Regions from separate parts of the Bactrocera dorsalis genome. Here region 1 is linked to region 2. Evidence: chromatin contacts called from public Hi-C data. All regions are on one chromosome and are shown on one strand. The core of a region is the stretch at or near the end of the contact, and the rest is flanking DNA. Distances in the headings are between cores, read along the strand shown. Region 1 overlaps LOC105227845 (teneurin-m). Region 2 holds the start of LOC105227843.

Region 1 (6,346 bases), core at 3,020-5,519, 39 kb before region 2:
CGCGTTGAACGACGATAGTGAAAGCGATACCGACGTAGCTGCAACTGATGATAACAATAATGAGCGTGATTTGGTTGACAGCTATGATGATGTTGGGCATGATGCGCGGACACCAGCCACACCACTGGCCGCAGACACGTCAAGTGTCATAAAAATTGATAAATCCGAAATGAATGAGCAAAAAGCGGGGCAGCGCGCAGCATATGATGATGTGGATGATGTAGATACACGCACGGAAGCAAGAGACGACGACTACGACGAAGCATGGGAGTTGGGGCGCGCGGCGACTGAAAGTGAACTGAAAATTAAGCTAAACGAAAGTCAAATGCAAAATGAACGGGCAGCAATGATTGAAAAACACATAGCGTTAGTTGGCGTGGATGCTGAAACAGCAACAACAACGACAAAACTAATGATAACAGCTGATGAACGACAAACGATGGAGATAAATGAGCGCGCGTCAGTGGCAAGGCAAAAAACTGTTGCAAGAAAGCAGCAACGGGAAGTAAAAGCAAGGATTTCGGTAGATTCGGGTTATGAAAGTAAAAACGTTGGAGCCGTGGACGATTTGCTGTCATTAGAAAATGTAGAAAATGTTGAAAATGTTGAAGATGTTGGCGTATCAACGGAGGAAGCAACTGACGTTGTAGCGGTAAAGACAACGTCAGTAACAGACCGCACACAAATGATAGCACAAATGAGCGTTCAGCAAGCTGCTGAAACACACGCGGCACAAACAACCGAAAAACTGTACTACAATTACGCAACTGAACCCGCAACTGCTGAAGTTCTAGCGCATACAACAACAATGCAACCAACACATTTAAGTGGTAATGGAAACAATGCGTCAACAGTTGCTGATGATGAAAGCAACGCGGAAGACGAGCTGATGCTTAATGACGGTTTAATGCCGCAGCACAACTACAAACACAACAACAAAGACGCTAGAAACCACAACGCGCCCGAGAACATAATGCAGCGCAATCGTAATTTCCATACAAACGCCAAAGCTTACGCAGCCACTAATGACTACCAGCATTTCATTGCCGAACCCAATGCGGACGACATTGATATTATCAAATTGGAGGATACACGCTCGAGCGAGGATGAAATCTATAAAACCATAGACGGTGCGCCCGCAAAGCCGCCGAAGTACACGCATGGCAAACGTAAAGAAATCGTCACCAGTCGGCCGCCTAAATACCCAGCGCAAGCAGAAAACGAAGTGCTCAAAGCAGGCGTAGCAAACAACGCGGTCAACAGCTACGCTGACAAATTGCCAAACTTTCCGCTCAAAGCGCCCATAGTGAGCGAAACATACGATGCGCCGGGTAAGCACATACTCGTGAATGTGACGATCGCTACCGAAGGTGATAGCAACTCTGTGTATACGTTGCATGTGGCCGTGCCGATCGGCGGTCAAACGCACGATGTGCAAGAGGTGTTAACACATGAGCGCCTGAAAACGCCAGCGCACGATGAAGATGCGCCGCCACCAACGTATGCACACGACACCGAGCAAGCGCCAATCAGTCCTTATTGCATACCCGAGCCACCGCCACCTATACCGGAATGCCCTTGCAAGTGCGCGGATTTCTTAAGTGCAACTGAAGTGCTTGACGCTGTTGACAACGAGGCACACTTTGTGCCATTAGCGGATAGTGTTGATAACGCCGACGCTCCCACCGCTACCGCAACGACCACAGCGCCGCAAACTACCGACAATTTCATTCATTTACCATACACACCAGCAATTGCTACAAGCACAACAACTATGTTGACTAATACCACTGAAGATTCTCTCATTTCAACAACTACCACTGCTACATTTACTAATTTGCTTGGTGTTGATGCAGCGCAAGCTGTCAGTGTTGATGATCATGTTGTTGTTGGTGATGGCAGCAAAATTGCATGTCCTGATGTTATGCCTATTCTGATACTTGAAGGTGATTGTCTTTAATGGTTTAATGGTGACTAAAAAAACTACTAACAACTCACCACCTCCGGCTTGTAGACTAACAAACTGAAGTATTTAATTATGTAGCAAACTTAAAAAGAACGCTCAAACTCTTCATATATAAATAAATAACCTTTCATAATACATAATTGTAAAGTTCTAATCTCAAAGCTGTTATTTTACTTCTTTACTGTGCAGGTTATAGCTTGTACTTTGTACATACATAAAGTTATATTTATGTTTAAGTGCGATCTAATGGTACTAATTATATAATAATATATATAAATATGAAAAAATATTTACTAATTATATAATAATATATGTAAATATATAAAATACTTCAACTTTTTTGATTTTGGAAGCCATAATGCTTAGGTTTACCTACTCTGACTACTGGAAAATGTCTACTAACTCTATATAATTATGACTATAACTTTAAGTTTTAGTTATAACCTCATTATAATTTTTGGATTTTTTCATTACTCATACTAACTTGTATACATAACCTCAATATCACCTTAAGTACAGAAATTGGCAATGGGCAAAATTCAAACATATCGCATCACATCAAAAGCAAAATAAAAATCATTATCATTAGAAAATGTAAGATACACTTACCTCGTGGTATAAATGCTGTAAGAAAACCAGAAAAAAGAATTATGTTATAAATAACTCATTAATTAACTTAAGACCCATGCAAATACATCAACAAAACAAATACATTATTTTAACTATAGCAAACAAAGGAATATCTTAAGCGATTTGCAGCTTTACAATAAAGCGGTTGAGAATTATATGCGCGCAAATGGCAACGAAAGAAAACAACTACACGCAATACATATGCGTGCTGAGCACTGTGTGATACACGCTCACAACAAACAACAAATATGCGCATGCTAAGAGAGCGCACTTAACATGAAGCGCATAAACTCATACAATGCTGGGTAGCCAATAGGAAAGCCGCATTGCTCTTTTGACAACTACACAAGAGATTTAATATGTTTTAAAGCCGACAGCAGCTGCAAGGCACTATATTAATGAAGCAACCGCTTAACAGCTACCGACAATGTCGTTGGAAGCGCAAAAATTGCTTAACAAAATTTCATCTTTCATATTTTTGTTTGTACCTAGTGACAGCGAAAACTGTTAACCAACGACAGACTGTAAAATAAAATCGATTCTTGTAAATTTACATACAAACTTGTAAATTTTCTATAAATATAACAAAATTAAATTAAAGAAAAATTTAATTAAATTAAAAGAAAATTAAATAAAATTTACATTTAAGCAAAAAAGAAATATTTAAATACCTTTTCTAAAAAACGTACGCTTTTTCCCTTTTCTCTTCTCTCTCACCACGCGTTTGTATAACACGCTTTACGTACATTCAACACGCTCATCACACGCATTAATGGCGCTCGCAATACTCATCATTCATTGCATTTGCGCGTGCAACTTAACGCGCCTGCGAAACGTATACGCGCCTTACTAATATACTCACACCTTGGGCGTACTATGCCGAGTAGGTGCGCGTACTTTCCCGGCACGCAGCTTCCCACCAGATGGCACGACCTTTGGACAAATCACACTGGGACAGAAACTAACCAAGGAGATACAACCTTATAGCTATTGGAATATGCAGTTCTATCAATCGGAACCGGCTTATGTGAAGTTCGATTACACCATACCGCGCGGCGCATCGATAGGTGTCTATGGGCGTCGCAACGCATTGCCAACACACACACAGTATCACTTTAAGGAGGTGTTGAGCGGCTTTAGCGCCAGCACAAGGACAGCGCGCGCAGCACACGTGAGTAGCTTACTGTTTTGCTAAGCAATAAGCGTGTATTTGTAGTTGTAGACATAAGTTTATTAAAATTTATTACGCAAGCGCTTATCATTAGGTGGTTACATTTCGTATATGGTCTTAGTTTTTTAGTTTATGGCATAGTTATAAGGTATTATTTGTCGCTTCAAACTCGTTAACGTACAACTAATGCTTCATTAACCGAACTGTTTCTCTGTGTTTTTCTTGTTTCTCATCCCGTACACAACAAAATCAAACCGCTATACACACATCTCTGTACACATATATGCGTTCCATGTACCACATACCATACACACAACAACATCAAATCGACACATATTCATCGCTCAACGACGTTCATCGCTAAACGCTACACTACGCCTGGCTTCATGGATATAAACGCGCTTCACGCATATGAACGCGCGCTCATTCTACTCCATCTACGCTCTTGTGCGCTTACTTGCCGCGCACAGTTATCGATAACGCGCGAGGTAACACGCTACATGGAGCCCGGTCACTGGTTCGTCTCGCTCTACAACGATGATGGTGATGCGCAAGAGGTCACCTTCTATGCCGCCATTGCCGAGGATATGACACAGAATTGCCCGAACGGTTGCTCCGGCAATGGCCAATGCTTGCTCGGGCATTGTCAATGCAATCCCGGCTTTGGTGGCGACGACTGCAGTGAGAGCGTTTGTCCAGTGCTGTGCTCGCAACATGGCGAATATATTAACGGCGAATGTATTTGTAATCCCGGTTGGAAGGGTAAAGAGTGCTCGTTGCGTCACGATGAGTGCGAAGTGGCCGATTGCAATGGACATGGTCACTGCGTGAGCGGCAAGTGCCAGTGCATGCGCGGCTATAAGGGCAAATTCTGTGAGGAAGGTAATGAACGCGCATTTTACAACAACTTTTTTTTGAAAATGACGAGTCAACAAATTATTTACATTAACGTATGCTTTACAAAATTACTAAATAATTTGCTGTATTTTTCACGCTTTCCAGTTGACTGTCCGCATCCGAACTGCTCGGGTCATGGCTTCTGCGCTGACGGCACTTGCATCTGCAAGAAGGGCTGGAAGGGCACCGATTGCGCCACCGTCGACAAGGACGCCTTGCAATGCCTGCCAGATTGCTCCAATCACGGCAATTTCGATGTGGACACGCAGACCTGCACGTGCGAGCCAAAGTGGAGCGGCGATGACTGCTCGAAGGAGCTATGCGATTTGGATTGTGGACAGCATGGACGCTGTGTCGGCGATGCCTGCACTTGCGACACGGAATGGGGTGGCGAATATTGCAACACCAAACTCTGCGATACGCGCTGCAATGAGCATGGGCAATGCAAGAATGGCACCTGCCTGTGCGTGACCGGTTGGAATGGCAAGCACTGCACTATCGAAGGCTGTCCGAATGGCTGTTCGGCGCATGGACAGTGTCGCGTGAGCGGCGAGGGTCAGTGGGAGTGTCGCTGCTACGAGGGCTGGGATGGTCCCGACTGCGGCATAGCGCTCGAATTGAATTGTGGCGACAGCAAGGACAACGACAAGGGTAAGCGTGTGTACTTGGCATATTTTTTCATCTAAATATTAATAATAATAAATTGTGTTATGCGCCAGATGGTCTCGTCGACTGTGAGGATCCCGAGTGCTGTGCCAGTCATGTGTGCAAGACATCGCAGCTGTGCGTATCCGCGCCCAAGCCGATTGATGTCTTGCTGCGCAAGCAACCGCCGGCCATTACCGCATCCTTCTTCGAGCGCATGAAATTCCTGATTGACGAGAGCAGCCTACAGAACTATGCGAAACTCGAGACGTTCAATGAAAGGTTTGTTCAAGGCGTTTGCCAATTTCTTTACACATTCTAGTTTAAATGCGTATATTTTAAGTTTAAACAAATTAGCTATGTTGAAGCAAAAAACAAAAAAAAAACAAAAAGTTATTGAAAAGCATACAAGCAACATGCAATTGGTGACAAAGATATTTTTTCGTTTAATAAAAGCCACTAAATTTTTGCATTACATAAACGCTGATGTTTTAGTGTGTATAGTGGATGTAAATATCCTGTTAAAAAACAAAAAGAAAAAAGCAACAACAAATAAATAATGCATAATGACAACTAGTTTGCCTTTTTTCAGTTTTTACGTTTTGATATTTTTAAGTTATCGTGCCCACGTCTAACAAATCCCAACCCCCAAAAATATCCCTTACCAACCCATGAAACAAAACATATGTAAATAACTCCCACTATATGTCCTTTGTTTTTGCACCATAAATACCCCAAAGGTAGGCAAGAGTAGCCGTACAAAAATCAAGAAAAAAAATTTACGAAAAGCAAACTGCAGCTGCTGCACAATAAAGCCGCGCTACCTGCTACATACGTCTACGTATAATACAACAAAATATTTTAGTTTTACGCAGGCTTGCATAAAACAACTTTTTTTCGATATATGCTAAGCACGCGTGGCTTAGTTTCAGTTTTGTTTTTTTTTTTTTTCATTGGAGACATTTTACTTTGACAAAAGTTGCAAATTCAAAATGTTTACAGTTACTTAACAATAAATATATGCAACGTATGCAAAC
Region 2 (6,706 bases), core at 379-2,878:
AGACAGTTTTGGAAAATAAAATTTAAGAGTTAACAAATCACTATACCACTTACATACATATACCATGAAACGTGTAATAAATAATATTTTCGAACAACATGTAGGTAATGCCAACAAATAGAGTTTATAAATAAGACTGTTTTCTAAAAATAAAACAATAACAATGAATGCGTCACCGGCACATCTGTTAGACAGTAAGCAAACGCACTTTGCACTTTTTTGCACGACTTTTGGTTTTAAAATTTATATGATGGTATACAAAATACCAATAAAAAAATTGTATGTAACTACGTTAAAGCTCAAGTGTAACCACGCCTCGAACTCGCGACCTACAATTTAACGAACAACAACACTAACTACTCAGCCACGCGTGCATGGAATATATTATGGCTAAATGTTTGCGACATTATAGATTTTAAATTAAAATATTGCAGATATAATCTATAAGGACTCAAAAATTTCCTGTGGGATATAGATTATTGATATTAAACTTGAAGAAATCACTTACCCGTGGGAGCCGAAACTGTTGTCTTAATCGGCGGCGCATTAATTTTTGGGGAAGCAGCTTTTTCCGTTGCAGCTGGCACCAAAAGGCAATTTTTCAATGAATCCAGTGGTTTTATCGAAGAAAAGACTTGTTGTGTTGCATTAGTTGTATTTGGCGTAGAATTGCTTATTGCAGTATATGGTGTGGTTACTGTTGCAGGAGCGACAGCTTGTGCTGTTGCCTTTAATGACGAAATTACAGTTTGGGTTGGTTTATTAGCTCCTTTGGACGCATCATTTACTTGCAACTTATGAGTATCCCAATCTTGTACCCGTCTGCGCTGTTCTTTAGCCATTGCCTTTAGCTTATGCCTACCGATTGCTTCGGCCAATTTGCGATCTAAACCAGCTTGTTGCAATTTTTTCGGATCAATTACCATAATTTTGCGTATGACACGTTTGTTACTGTCGGGTTTTTGACTTTGGTTTGAGACTATTGAATCCATTGCGGAAGTAGGACCATGGGTAAGATGTGTCTGAGTCAAATTCTTAACAGTAGTAGCATTTTGAGATTTGCTTTCGCCCACAGGATTTACTGTGCACTCCACATCATTTGTTGTTGACATGACGGATAATTGACCTTTTTTGGTACTAGCATATTCAGCGATACTATCAGTAGCAGCACTCTGCTTAGAATTTGTGGCTGCTCGGTTATTCATAGTAATTACATTGCTCACTGCAAGAGCTTCATTTGTTGCTACATTATTATTTAGCGCTTCACAATCACTCATATTTGATTATTAAACCCACTTTTTATTTTTTCATTATACTTATATATTACATCAGCTTAATGCATCTAATAACGCGTTTTGAGCGTAGCGTAGAATTTCTTCACTTGTAGAAATATTTCATGTAGGTTTCGGGGAAAACACGAGAATATGCACATTCAAAAATTAATGAAATCCACGTACTTTTAAATCTAGTGAATTTAACACAACAAGAAATTAAAACCGGTTTTCAATTTTTTATTATATTCAGCAGGCACTAAGATATTTTAAATTCCTCATTAATTAATTTTTAAAGCCTTTATCGCGCACCTCGTTGTCTACTGTCGAAAGAAAATTCTTCACAAATGTCACAAACTACGGCGAAGTTATTTAGGCATGGGCAATAACACAGGGTGCACATACAAAAATTATTTCCGCAATTATTAAATTTTTATTTACACAAAAATTTATCAACTAATTACAATAAATGAAGATTTAAAAATTTGCAATATAATGTGCACTTTATCAGCAATTTTTAGTTTGTATTATTTGATTGATTATAAATATTAAACTATTCAAATTTGTAGAACTCTACACAACTTAAATAACTCGATACGGTAATGCCGCTCAGTTGTCATAAGCGAAGGAACGAAACATTTGACATTTTGAACACAAATTTTTGGCATATTGTAATCTGTCAAAGTACACATAAACGAGACACATTGAATTGATGTTATTAATTTTTACTAAAATATTATAAAAGTTTACTTTATTGGTGTACACCAGCTTAAAAAATGGATTTCCAAAATAGAGCCGGTGGAAAAACCGGAAGCGGTGGAGTTGCTTCTTGGTCAGAAACTAACCGTGACCGCAAAGAACGACTACGGCAGCTTGGTAAGTTTTCCACATTGGCGTTGTTAACTATTCTCTACATCTTTATTTTTTCTATTTAGCTTTGGAAACAATTGATTTGAATAAGGATCCATATTTTATGAAAAATCATTTGGGTTCATATGAATGTAAACTTTGTCTAACACTTCACAATAATGAGGGCAGTTATTTGGCACATACGCAAGGAAAGAAACATCAAGAGAACTTGGCTCGGCGTGCCGCAAAAGAAGCTAAGGAGGCGCCGTCCATGCTAGCGCCGGAGAAACCACGAGTTGAGCCGAAAAAATTTGTTAAGATTGGTCGTCCAGGTTACCGTGTGACAAAGCAACGTGATCCTACTAATGGTCAGCAATCATTACTTTTCCAAATTGATTATCCTGAAATCACTGAAGGAATCATACCACGTCACCGATTCATGTCCGCTTATGAACAGAAAATAGAACCACCAGATCGTAAATGGCAATATTTGTTATTTGCTGCTGAGCCATATGAAACGATTGCTTTTAAGGTTCCATCGCGAGAAGTGGAAAAAACCGAAGGTAAATTTTGGACACATTGGAATCGTGATACAAAGCAATTTTTCCTCCAATTCTCCTTCAAATTCGAACCCAAAATTATTCCACCTCCGCCACCGCAATTGCATCGTGGTCTTGGCCCTGCCGCTGGTTTTCCAATGCCGGGACCGCCTCGTCCTCATCATATGTTCAATGGCGTACCACCACCTCCTCCAATGGGCGTATTACCTGTACCACCACCACCCATGTGAGACGAGCAGACAACTCCCGTCAGCAGTGGAAACGGTTAACTGTTACGGAAGTTGTAAACCACTTATTTAAGTCAAGCTACGTTAAATTAAAATGTATAAATGAAACGCCAGCATTTTCAATAAAACAGAACAAAATATAATTTTAAAATGTTTTGATTTTTTGTATTAATATTTGCTAACTTGATTAACGCAATGATTAAAATATAAATACTTGTATAGGGCTCGAGAAAATGTAAACACAATATATGTACATATGTGTATGTACGTATACCATTCACAATCATTTGTTTAAGTACGCATGCGCAGTGAAACTATTGCAAATAAGTTCACAATTGTAAAAAGTTGGCATAAACCTATCACAACATTAAGCTTTAAAATAAATTAAAAAAAGTTAACATATAATATTTGTCTTTCATTTAGAAATTAAAGATAATAGATAATTTGTCAAGTTATTGTTATTGCCTAACTAAAGTCCTATCTGGCAGCACAGTTTAGCAAATTTCACTTACTACTCGTTCTTCTTTGTATGTTTCATTTCAGTATACGGCAGACATTTTTAAAGTACACACAGAGAAAAGTGACCGTATGTAGACGAGGGAAAAGCTAAAAATTTTCCAATTAAGATTTCAGTAATCAGTGATAATTATAAAATTCAACAAATACAGTGTGAAATTAACATTTGCTGAAACGTTTAAATAAAAGCAAGGTTGGTAGAAGTTTTTAAGCCTCCGCGAGGTGATTTTAAAGTGATACTATGAAAAATATATGTACATACTTTTACTTCTACAAATTTAGATAAACGTAATGTGTGTGCGATTGATATTTTAAGTAAAATAAATTTGTTTTAGCATTTTTATCAATAAATATACTGCGTTTTTAAATAAAATGAGTTCGGTGGATGCGAGTGGTGGAACTGGTGGTGGTGGCGCACCTGGACCAGGAGGGAGCAGTGTAGGGGGCGGTGGTGGTGTTGGAAGTGGTGGGGGACCTGGAGGTGGAAATACAAATGGAACCCTAAGCTCCAATTTGACTGGTATGGGCTCAACGCAGGCAACAACAGGCGGTGAGTGTTTACAAGAAGTTTAACCATTTTATATTGTAGTGTAAAATAGTAACGCCATAAATATACCTATTTGACACAAATCTACACATGTTTGGTTATAATTTGCGCTCGTCGCTATGTGTATATATATATATGCTATGTATAAGAAGTAATGTGATTGCCTTTATTGCAGCTTTTATAGCATATTTTGTGTGTGTGCGTTTGCTATTTTCTATTTGCTTATGTACTTGCTTTCTGTACCAAAACTCTATCCCACTGTTCCTCTCCATTCCAATTTGTGTTATCGTTGCAGTGTGTCGTGGCGTCAAAAATTCCATATTGTTTGGGTTGACATGTAAAAATTATGGAATTTCATAATGGAGCATAACAAAATAACATAGACCTATAAAGGTGTTGTTATTGTTGATATAAACTAAAAAAAAAACGTAAAATCCAATATTTTTTTAAATAAATTTCGAATTTTAATCATTGTATTTATTTAAGACTTTCTCACTTGTTCTTCTTCAGGAATTGTATAATGAAATTGTATTCCCCGTGTACCCCCATACCATTTATTTCGCTCCTAATCTGGTGATTTAAAATAATTATCGTAATTGAAATTTAATATATGGTATTTTGGAGTTATTAATTTTAACAATTTCATTACATTGCGATATTTAAGTTAAAATGTCTAAAACAGTGTTCCATGTATGTAGTTTTGTTTGTTTAAAATACCACTCAAAATTCTACAACTTGTTATCTTTGTTTTGCTTGTATAATTCTTTCGCAGAAGCACAAAAAAACATAAAAACCCATTTCATACAACCTAACCTCATTCATCAAAATGTACAACATCAGGCACCAGTGCGTTCAACAGTGTCCGCTATCCAATCACCAATGACATCAACTATTACGACTACAACAACTTCAATTGCTAGACACCAACAACAAACGCACAATATTTCTATACTACCCAATCCCTATATAACAACATCTAGTTCAAATAATTTACAAAATCCGCCCATCCATTCGCCAGTACGCACTGCACACTTACCTACAAGCGATATTCATTCCCATTCACACAATCAAACCCATGCTTACAGTCAAAGCCATACTTATCAGAATCCCAGGCAGTTTATTAAAACAGCAAAAATCCATCCTTTTTCTTTTAATCCAGTTTCAGCAAAAATTTCACATAGCAATGTGGTGAACACTGGCTCTCCTGGTGGTAGCAACTTACAAATTGGTAGTAACGTTGTGAGTGGCGTTAGCACTATAATGACCAGCAGTGTTTCAACAACGGGAGCTATTAAAATGACCACAGCTGGTGGTGCTATAGCGACATCCATTGGTGGTACGCCAATTGCCCTTAATGTAGCACAATCGTCTTCAGCTATTCGCACTATCGGCGCTGGCGGACAATCGACACAGGTGCGTGTTGTCATGCCCACCAATATAATACCCATCAAACAATTCGAAGGTGCCACAGGTGTTGGTCGTACGCAGATAACAGCTATACCGGCGGGCGTTACGGGTGTTACTTCTCGCACAGTGTCTAATACATCTATAACTGTAACGAGGCCGGTCACACAAACAACATATCTGCCGCGTGCCGGTGTAACAGCCACACAAATGACAGCAGTGGGTTCGGCACAAAGGCTGGTTACACCAATACGTACAGGACCGGGTTCCGGTTCAATGGGTGCTGGTGCAACAGTTACGGGGCTCACAGCAGCGGGTGGCTTTGTGCGTGGCACGGCCGCACCCGTCAATCGCAATACATCATCGCCAGCTACTTCAGTCATTTCACCGGCAACCAGCACGACTTGGATGCAAACTAATACCGGTGGACAAGTGCAACTCATTAGAACCATACCACAGCCGACACAAAAACGTATAATCAGTGCACAGAGCATGAACACAACTAGTGGTGCATACAGCAACACTGGTATTAGCGGTGGACTCGGCACATCGGTTGGCGGCACAGTTCTTGCAACCACGCCACCAACAGTTGTACAAACGGCTGGAGGCGGCCAAACACAAACGCAGCAAGGTCAAGGTGGACAATGTAAGTCTAAAAATTCATAATTTTTTTTTATTTTAATAAATTTTATATATATTTTTCCTTAGCAATACAATCAGTGTCATCATCGGGAGTGACGCATAGTCAGCCACAGTCACAGCAACAGCAAACTTACGTGGCCACATTAGCTACTGTTTTACCACCACGTCAACATCAAGCCACATTAGTTTATTCATCGAATGTAGCGGCTACGTCACAACCGCTTACACAGCAAACGCAACAGTTTAATCCGACAATAGTAGCTGGCCAGCGACTTGCTGTTGCTACGCAGCTCTCTGGCGCTGGTACTTCGGTGGCAGGAACAACATCACGTCAAATACGCCCAATACCGATACCAAAATCTTTCTCCGCCGCCAAGTTGAACACGACCAGCATAAGTATACGTGCACCAAATATAACTTCAACAATTCAACCGGTCGGTAGTGGTGGTGTGGTTGGGAGCACTATTAATTCTGTGGTGGGATCAGGTAATACAACTGCTAACAATTCGCCACGCAATACGACTATGAGTGGCGTAACTACAGGTGTTGGCAACAACGTCATACCGACGTCAAATTTACCCACCACACGTATCATACAGCTGCAACAACAGCCCGGCAGTACTACACAACCTATTATTGGCTCAACGGGTCGCATTTCGGGTAATGTGATGTTCCAGCCCATCATTGTCA

Evidence for each region. A called contact is a pair of places that touch in the nucleus more often than the background predicts.
Region 1: a contact with region 2 is called in a Hi-C map of whole body, with 2.3 times the contacts expected there. The contact joins the enhancer-like site here to the promoter of LOC105227843 in region 2. A contact is called at or near these places in 2 of 2 Hi-C or Micro-C datasets (both in whole body).

The regions. Positions count from the first base shown.
Region 1 is chr5:68,562,629-68,568,974 of ASM2337382v1, reverse strand. LOC105227845 (teneurin-m) reads left to right here. Exons shown (of 11, transcript XM_049457225.1): 5 at 1-1,946; 6 at 3,484-3,767; 7 at 4,238-4,649; 8 at 4,770-5,315; 9 at 5,384-5,591. Among protein-coding and RNA genes, the nearest start is that of LOC109579177, 20 kb to the right of the region's middle. Within about 2 kb of position 4,269, the one cell type or tissue checked has open chromatin away from gene starts, as enhancers often do.
Region 2 is chr5:68,520,860-68,527,565 of ASM2337382v1, reverse strand. It overlaps LOC105227843, which reads right to left and starts at 1,628. Exons shown (of 12, transcript XM_049457228.1): 1 at 509-1,628. The coding sequence starts at 1,277. It overlaps LOC105227839 (splicing factor 3A subunit 2), which reads left to right and starts at 1,934. Exons shown (of 2, transcript XM_011207375.4): 1 at 1,934-2,147; 2 at 2,207-3,058. The coding sequence starts at 2,048. The coding sequence ends at 2,910. LOC105227838 reads left to right here and starts at 3,446. Exons shown (of 10, transcript XM_049457231.1): 1 at 3,446-3,616; 2 at 3,706-3,973; 3 at 4,743-6,020; 4 at 6,083-6,706. The coding sequence starts at 3,796.